2 separate regions of the Mus musculus genome follow, and region 2 is linked to region 1. A link is a contact called in public promoter capture Hi-C data. All regions are on one chromosome and are shown on one strand. Each heading gives the region's core, a stretch centred on a gene start, on an enhancer-like site or on the middle of the called end of the contact. The rest is flanking DNA. Distances are from core to core; before and after follow the strand shown. Region 1 has its middle 3.5 kb from the start of Gm39144. Region 2 overlaps Nsd3 (nuclear receptor binding SET domain protein 3).

Evidence for each region. Capture Hi-C pulls out chosen DNA fragments and counts their contacts.
Region 2: a contact with region 1 is called in a promoter capture Hi-C map of pancreatic islet. The contact joins two enhancer-like sites. A contact is called at or near these places in 2 of 39 promoter capture datasets (embryonic stem cells and neural stem cells), 1 of 15 datasets of contacts at CTCF or cohesin (stem cell-derived epiblast-like cells), 18 of 484 Hi-C or Micro-C datasets (the C2C12 cell line, adipose-derived mesenchymal stem cells, bone marrow-derived macrophages and 12 more), 15 of 115 datasets of contacts at active chromatin or transcription factors (astrocytes, bone marrow-derived macrophages, craniofacial prominence and 8 more) and 2 of 9 other capture datasets (adipose tissue and pancreatic islet).

What each region holds. Positions count from the first base shown.
Region 1 is chr8:25,250,798-25,254,527 of GRCm38.p6, forward strand. It overlaps a transcript of Tacc1 not described here. Among named protein-coding and RNA genes, the nearest start is that of Gm39144, 3.5 kb to the right of the region's middle. Within about 2 kb of position 2,139, at least 26 of the 459 cell types and tissues checked have an H3K27ac peak or open chromatin away from gene starts, as enhancers often do. A contact at or near this core is called in pancreatic islet, where this site is marked.
Region 2 is chr8:25,678,410-25,682,486 of GRCm38.p6, forward strand. Nsd3 (nuclear receptor binding SET domain protein 3) reads left to right here. Exons shown (of 23, transcript NM_001081269.2): 9 at 307-437; 10 at 1,457-1,585; 11 at 2,239-2,365. Among named protein-coding and RNA genes, the nearest start is that of Plpp5, 40 kb to the right of the region's middle. Within about 2 kb of position 1,517, at least 10 of the 459 cell types and tissues checked have an H3K27ac peak or open chromatin away from gene starts, as enhancers often do. A contact at or near this core is called in pancreatic islet, where this site is marked.

The sequences.
Region 1 (3,730 bases), core at 889-3,388:
AGAAGCTTTCAAAAAAGGAGGGGGTGGGAATGCTTTTGGGTGAGAAAGGATTTCATGTGGTAAAATAATATTTTATCTGAAAGTAAAGGATTGTCCCAGAGTGGAAATAGACAGAGAACAAACTCGAAGGCACGCCCTAAGAGGGGAGCCACTGATGGTCAGTAGCTTCTGAGGCACTTAGTTAAGTGACACTTTTTTTCAGGTGTTGCCCCTGGCAGATTGACCACACTCCAGTAGAAGGCACCATGGTCAACAGAAGCTAGGCTCGAAAGGTAATCTACACATCTCACTTTCACTAGAAAGTAAAACTTCTCTGCAGGTCTGCTTGAGGACTCCTGTAATTACAGTAGTTGGGCAGTTGAGGGGCAAGGACTGTACATTTGGGGAACAGTCCTGGGGTGGGGTGTCATGGTGCACAGATGAGAGGGGACTTTCCATTTCCATGTGTTGAATCAAGGGGTTGCCATTAGCAAGGTGCCCTTGGATTTGGTCTTGGCTTATTCCAAAGATTAAACACAGCCAAGTGGTTGTGCTTTTTCTGTCCTAGAAGTCGTGTGTGTGTGTGTGTGTGTGTGTGTGTGTGTTATGTGTATGAGTACGTGTGTGTTGTGTGTGTGTGGGGGGGGGGGTTTACATGCTTGCCTGCATCAACCTTTTTGGTAGAGTTTCTAGACAAACTCCTTTGTTTAAGGACAATTCTACCAAAACGCCCTTCTTAACGTCCCACCAGCCATCTTCTGTGGGGGCTAAAATTTGCAAGGCCAAATTCTGCCCCCTCCCATAGTCCTTATTCCCTATTTTAAGGTGATGTAAATGTCACATCGGAGTGGCGGTTCCCAAGAGAGGGCAAGCCCTGGAGACCTGGGACCCTGCTTTCCTGCCTGCTGCCCTCACTCAGCTTTTCTGTGTCAGGAGAAAGACAGAAAGCAATTTCTAAGGTGTCTTTTGGGTTCTGTTTTCGGTGTGTGTCAGCCCTGTAGCCACCTGTGTCAAGCACAGTGCGCCCTTGTGTGACTTATAGGGGTAGTTCCCTAAGCAGCCCCCTTTCTTGTGCCCATACCCTATTTTCAGGGACAGCATCTGCCTGTAACTCATCCACCCAAGCACTTGGGCTGTTACTTCTCAGGCTGAGGGACCTGTAGCAGCTGCAGACCTCACTGCCAGTCCCATTAGCGTTGTCCTGAGGGAGGGAGAATGGAAGCAGTTGTCACTATGACTTGATTTTTTTTATTCAACAATTCTGACTTCATCACCCCACTGGAAAGTCACAGAACAGACAGCAAAACCCAGGAGGTGGTCAAGAACCCAGCCTCATCAGTGGGAACTTAGTCTCTCAGACCTGTTTCAGCAGTAGTGCCTGAGATTCTTGAAGCCATTTAAGGCTTTTTTCAGATTGGACAGGTATGAGCCTTGAGAGCTGACAGCTGCTTGCTTGCTAAATACACCCAGGCCTTTCTTCCTTTTTTTTTAAAGATATATTTATTTAATTTTATATACATGAGTACACTGTAGCTTTACAGATGGTTGTGAGTCTTCATGTGGTTGTTGGGAATTGTATTTAGGACCTCTGCTCGCTCCCGTCAACCCTGCTCGCTCTGGCCCAAAGATTTATTTATTCTTATACATAAGTATACTGTAGCTGTCTTCAGAAGAGGGCGTCAGATCTCATTATGGGTGGTTGTGAGCCACCATGTGGTTGCTGGGATTTGAACTCAGAACCTTTGGAAGAGCAGTCAGTGCTCTTACCCACTGAGCCATCTCGCCAGCCCCCAGGCTTTTCTTGCATCTAGCATCTGTGCTAGCACGGGCAGTGGTGTGTGCTAGCACGGGCAGTGGTGGCTAGCTCGTGAGGCCATCCCAGGGGATGAGCAGTGGGTGCTCATGTGAGTTCTGCAGGCTCTGGAAGCTCATTCTAGGAGCCCAGGAAACAGAGTAAGACAGTCAATCACTCCTCCAGCAGCTGGGTGGGCAGGCAACCAGCATGCTCCCTCCGTCTTCAGTCTTCTTTAGACTGAGGACCTCAGCAGCTGGCTGCAGCTGGTGCGGTTCTCGGGCTGCTGGGCAGGTGGCTGGCAAGACCAGGGTCAGCTGCCAGCAATTATGGAGCCGGTAATGATTAGCCAGAAAGTCAAACTGGAAAATTCCAAAGGTCCCGTGCTGAAGACAAACATAACAGATCCTCCAGTCCTGCTTCGCCACACTCTCATCTGCTCCAGTTTCCAACTCTTCCTGTCCACTTACGTTTCTTTGAGGTCTCCAAGACTAAGGGACGAGGCTAAGGAAGAAAGTCTCTTCCTTGGTAATTTCCAGGGCTGAAGATGAAGAAACATGGAGGTGTTCCCCTCACTTCCCATCTCCGTGAACGTCAGGTAGACTGGAATAAACAATCAATTTTCTCTCTCCCTCACTTTCAGTCATTAGACTATGGCCTTCCCCCAGTGACTAATGGAGTCCCAAATATGTGCTATGATATCTTGTATTATTTGGAGGGGAGTAGGAAGCCAAAGAGACCTTTATTCCCAAATCCTTAGAAACTCATCCCAGGTGGAGAGATGGCTCCATGGTTAAGAGTCCTGGCTGTACCTCCAGAGGACCCAGGTTTGATTCCCAGCACCTACACAGTGGCTCATAAGAATCTATAACCCCAAGGGGATCTGGATTGTGATGCACAGATATACATGTAGGCAAATTGCCCATAAACAAAATTTTTAAACAAAATAAAATGATTAAAACAAACAAAAAACCCTCCCCCTGTATAGCTAATTTCTAGGGAAACAATTTGATGGTTGCTATAAACACACTCTGGTGTGGGAGGGTAGGGGAGGAAGGGAGAGGGAGGGAGGGAGAAGGAAAGGAAGGGTTTTGATATTAAGAGGATTAATTTGGGATTTGGGGCTCTGATGGTGTAAGGTATAGAGCTGGGCTTAGCTGGAGCTTTCTCCATTTTATCGTGCAGTGCACTGGTTACTTTTCTGTGCTGTGTTAAAATACCACCACCAAGGCAGCTTTGTACAGAGAATGTCTTGTGTCTGTATGGATGTGGTACCTGTCAGTAAAAATCTGATGGCCCATCCAGCTTATGCAGGAAATAGGAGGTGGGACATCCGGGAGGCAGAAAGGATTCTGGGAGAGAGCCAGGTAGGATATTCATCTGGAGGATGTGCCGAGGGGGACATTTGGTTCCTGAGCACAGGTAACCAGCCACATGGCACCATGTGGATTAGAATAAATGCATTTTTTAAAGTTATGCTCTATTCAGAGAAGAGCCGGCTATGTTGCCAAACTTTTGTAACTCATGAGCTACCCTGTTTCTTTAAAAATGAGCTACATATAGCTCTTGAAATTTTGTATCCCAGCTTGAAATCCTAGAACTATGAGTGGTTTTACTAAAAGCATTTACTTGCTGGGGAAAAGCGAAAGAACACACACAAACACACACACCCCAATAAACAAAACAAACCAAAACCCCACATTTTTTTGGTTATGCATTGTGCTGAAGAGAAACTGGCTGCCATGTGGCAGAACTAAAATGTGAACCCCAAGCCTGAATGCAAGACTCAGTTTGCTATCATTAAATCGTAGTATCCAGGGATGAGCATGGAGCTGGGTCAGTGGTTAAGTGTTTGCAGAGCAGTCATGTGACCCTGTGTTCTCTCTCTCTCTCTCTCTCTTTCTCTTCCCCCCCCCCCCAAAGCAGCGAGACTCAGTGCTGGCCCTTGCAATCTTAGCA
Region 2 (4,077 bases), core at 267-2,766, 430 kb after region 1:
GGCTGTCTCTCAGTTTGGCTAGAATGGATGTCTAGAGTGGAACTTGGGCCCTGCTGGGGAAACGGCGACAAGCAGAACTGAACTTAAATGTTTTTATAGAGCAGTTGTGAATGGGATCACTTAATACCGGAAGTCAGAAACTTATCAAGTCCTGGCTTGCAACTTCAGTGCTACAAACAGCTGTGAATTTCCCCCAGTATACTTGAGACGAGTTTGGGGAAAGAAAATACTCACCACCAACAAAAAAAAAAGTTTACAGTGACCCTAAATTCTATTTTAGGATTAATTTCAGTGTGTTATGTTAAGGTGCCAGCGAGATTTCAGATTCCTGTAAGCCCCTAAAGAAAAGGAGTCGCGCCTCAACGGATGTAGAGACGGCTAGTTGCACGTACAGAGACACATCTGACTCCGATTCTAGAGGACTGAGTGACGGGCAGGTGAGTGTGTGCTCGGGTCTGGGCAGACGACTTGTTTGCCAGCCACAGTTAGCATGCTTTCTCGGGAGCATCCGGGGAACGTAAGCGTACTCGTGGTACGATAGCATGTAAGGGGGGATAGCATGTTTGTCATCGCTCACTCTTGGTCACCACAATATTCAGCTTACCTGTCTGTGTAGGCTTCTCTTTCTTCATTGCTGCACATGCAGCTCCCCCAAACCGGAAGAGAATGGCCTTCCCCAATAGAGGAGAGTCTTTTCCAGGGTGTAAATGTGTGTGTGTGTCTGTGTGTATGTGCAGCTGCATTCTCCTGCTGGAAAGTCTTGTCAGGCTTTCAGGAGGGGAGACTGCAGGGCAGTCAAGCTTCTAAAACTGTGGGCCCATCCAAATAAGATGCTTCATGTGGTGGTGGTCAGCCCTTGTTTAAACAGATTACCAGCCAGGCATGCTGTCACACGACTTTAATCCCATGCTAAGAAGGCAGAGAGTCAGGCAGATCTCTTGAGTAACTGGCCAGCCTGCAGTACATAGGAAGTTCCAGGATAACAGAGCTATATTATGAGACCCTGACTTATAAAAATAATAATAAAATCAATACTCTTAGAAAAATCAATGTTTTTGAAACATTACTTCACTATGTAACTCTGGATGGCCTAGAACTTTCCATGTAGACCAGGCTGGCAGACATCTGTCTATCTTGGGCTCACCAGTGCTGAGGTTGAAGGTGTAGCTTGGCTGGGGGAGGGAGGGGACAACGACGACTCCCTTTGGTTATATGAAACTTATTTTGTAGATTTCTTGCATAACAGAGGAGTTCTGTCATTTTGCCTTTTAAATATTCGCTTCAGTTTCTCCCAAATGACACAGATACACCGACAACATCCCTGGGTTGAAGGAAGGAAGGAAGACGAGAAGGCAGGCGGGCGGTGATGAGATGAACTTCAGTTGGTTTCCTTGGGTTTTGCATTATGTCGGGGACCTATTTTTTCCTTATCTTGTTTTGTTTGTTTTCCACATAGGTAGGCTTTGGCAAACAAGTAGATAGCCCGTCAGCTACTGCTGACGCAGATGCTTCTGACGCGCAGTCGGTGGACTCGAGTCTGTCACGGAGAGGTGTCGGCACGAGTAAGAAGGACACTGTGTGTCAGGTAGGCGGGCGGCTACTTAGAAGCATGTGATCCAGTTCTACCAGCTGTGTCATTGTCTCCTGTACTTTTTATTATTTTATTAAGTTGCTTTAAAGCTACAGGTCTAAAGGCTATTTGTGGTTCTCCCTATCCTGATGGGATGTTTGTCATTGTTGTTTTGCTTTTGAGACAGGATTGCCTTGCCTGGTCTAAGGCTTGCTCTATAGACCAGGCTAGCTTTGGACTCACTGTGAGCCACCACTATGCCCAGCTCCTGTTCCTCCTTAATTTTTTTGAGTTATTTAATTTTATGTTTTGCCTTCATGAGGGTCTGTGCACCACATGCTTGCCTGGTGCCTGAGGAGGTCAGAAGGGAACTGGAATTACAGATGAGTATGTGAGCCCCATGTAGGTTCTGGGAACCAAACATAGGGCTTTGCAGAGGAACCATGTCTCAAAAAAAAACCCCTAAAAACTAAAAGAAAGAAAAGGAAGGAAGGAAGGAAGGAAGGAAGGAAGGAAGGAAGAAAGAGGAACTACAAAATCTTGGATTCCTTTTTTATGCCTTCTAACTCAGAATATTAGGAGAAAAATCCCATGGCCTATACTTGAACAAGCGCTGTAGTCAGTTCTGAGCTGCAAGTTTGAGAACTGCTGCTTTCTTGCTCTTGCAGGTCTGTGAGAAGGCTGGCGACTGCCTTGTTGCTTGTGAGGGGGAGTGCTGCCGACACTTTCACGTGGAGTGCTTGGGACTGACTGCAGTCCCTGAGGGCCACTTCACCTGTGAGGAGTGTGAGACTGGTGAGCCACGGAGGGCGGGGCGGGGCGGGGCGGGGCGGGGCGGGGCTGGCAGCTCTCCGTGGGGTGGCTCCCCTTGATTTACTCCGTTCTTGGTTAATGCAGCTCCCCTCCCCTCCCATAGGTATTTTAACAAGCCAAGACACCATCCAGTATTAAGCTTTCCAAGATCCAAAAACCAGTCCAAACCACCTATGTCCAAAAACAAACTTGTTTTGTTTGTTGAGTATGTAAATCAGTTTAAGATTGGTGTGTGTGCTTAACAAACAAGTTTAAAGTCCTTTAGTAGACTCAACAAGTATCGATTGAAACTCTTAATTATGGTTACAGTAAATATTTAAGTATAATATAGTAAATATTTATAGTAACTATAAATATGGTTATAGTAAAACTGTAAATATGATTATATATTTTTGGGAAAAAATAATGCTATTAACTTTTTTTAAAGGCAGGGTCTTACAGTGTAGCCCTGGCTGCCCTATAACTCACTGTGTAGACCAGGCTGGCCTTAAACTCACAGAGATCTACCTGCCTGCCTTTCCCCCCAACCACCCCCCACCTCCCCACCCCGTACAGGAATTAAGGGTCTGCATCACCATGCCAGACATGCTGTTAATTTTTTTTAACTTAGTATTTATCATTGATTTCTTCTCCCACTATATATTTTCCAATGCCTTCTTGTAGCATACAAAGAAATATGCTATTTTATGTTTCTTCTGTAATATAGTTATGGTTTTGTTTCATTAGAAAGCAATTGTTTAACCTGAAACAACATAGCTAGTTGTCTTAGTTACTTTTCTATTGCAGTGAAGAGATGCCATGACATTCTATAAGGTAACATATAGAAGAAAGAGTTATTGGGGATTTAGGCTTCAGAAGGTGAGCCTGTGACCGTGGCAATGAATGTAGCATCAGGCAGGCAGGTACGGTAGTAGAGCAGTAGCTGAGAGCTTACATGAAGTAGAGGGATCTGACTTTGAAACCTCAGAGCCCATCATCCCCCTGTGACACACCTCCTCCCCCAAGGCCACACCTCCTGATCCTTCCCAAATGGTTTTACTGACTAGGGACTAAGTCAAACATTTTGTATTTATTTTTGTTGCAGTATCGGTAGGTTCTGTTTTTCTAGGAATTTTCCCATTGATATGAATTTTCAAATTAGCAAATGTTTAGTGATATCTTTATAATCTCTTTTAAAATAGGAATTTACTTATAACTTTTTAACAGTTTATTTTTATTTCATGTGCGTTGGCATTTTGCCTGTATGTATGTGTATGTCTGTGTGAGGGTGTCAGTCCTGGGGTTGCAGACAGTTGTGTGCTGCCCTGAGAACGCAGGTCCCTTGAGAAAGTAGCCAGGGGTCATGACCACTGAGCCATCTCTCCAACTCCAGGTCTCTTTTTGTATGCTAAATTCTGAAATGTAATAGCTTTTTCTTTCAAGCGAAGCTCTTTGATATTTGTAGCTGCTTCTATATAAAAGGAGTATTTAGCTTATGTGGAGGCACACACCTGTAATCTGAGTGCTAAGGAGACTGAAGCAGGAGGATGGCGAGTTTGAGCTGGTCTGGGGTACCAAGTGCTGGGATGTAGCTCAGAGTCCTCACCTAGGATGCCCAAGGCCCTAGGCCTAAGCCCAACACTTTGAATGGTTCAATGAATGAACTGTAATATGTTTTCATCAGATTTTACTTAACCTATATATATTTTTTTTTA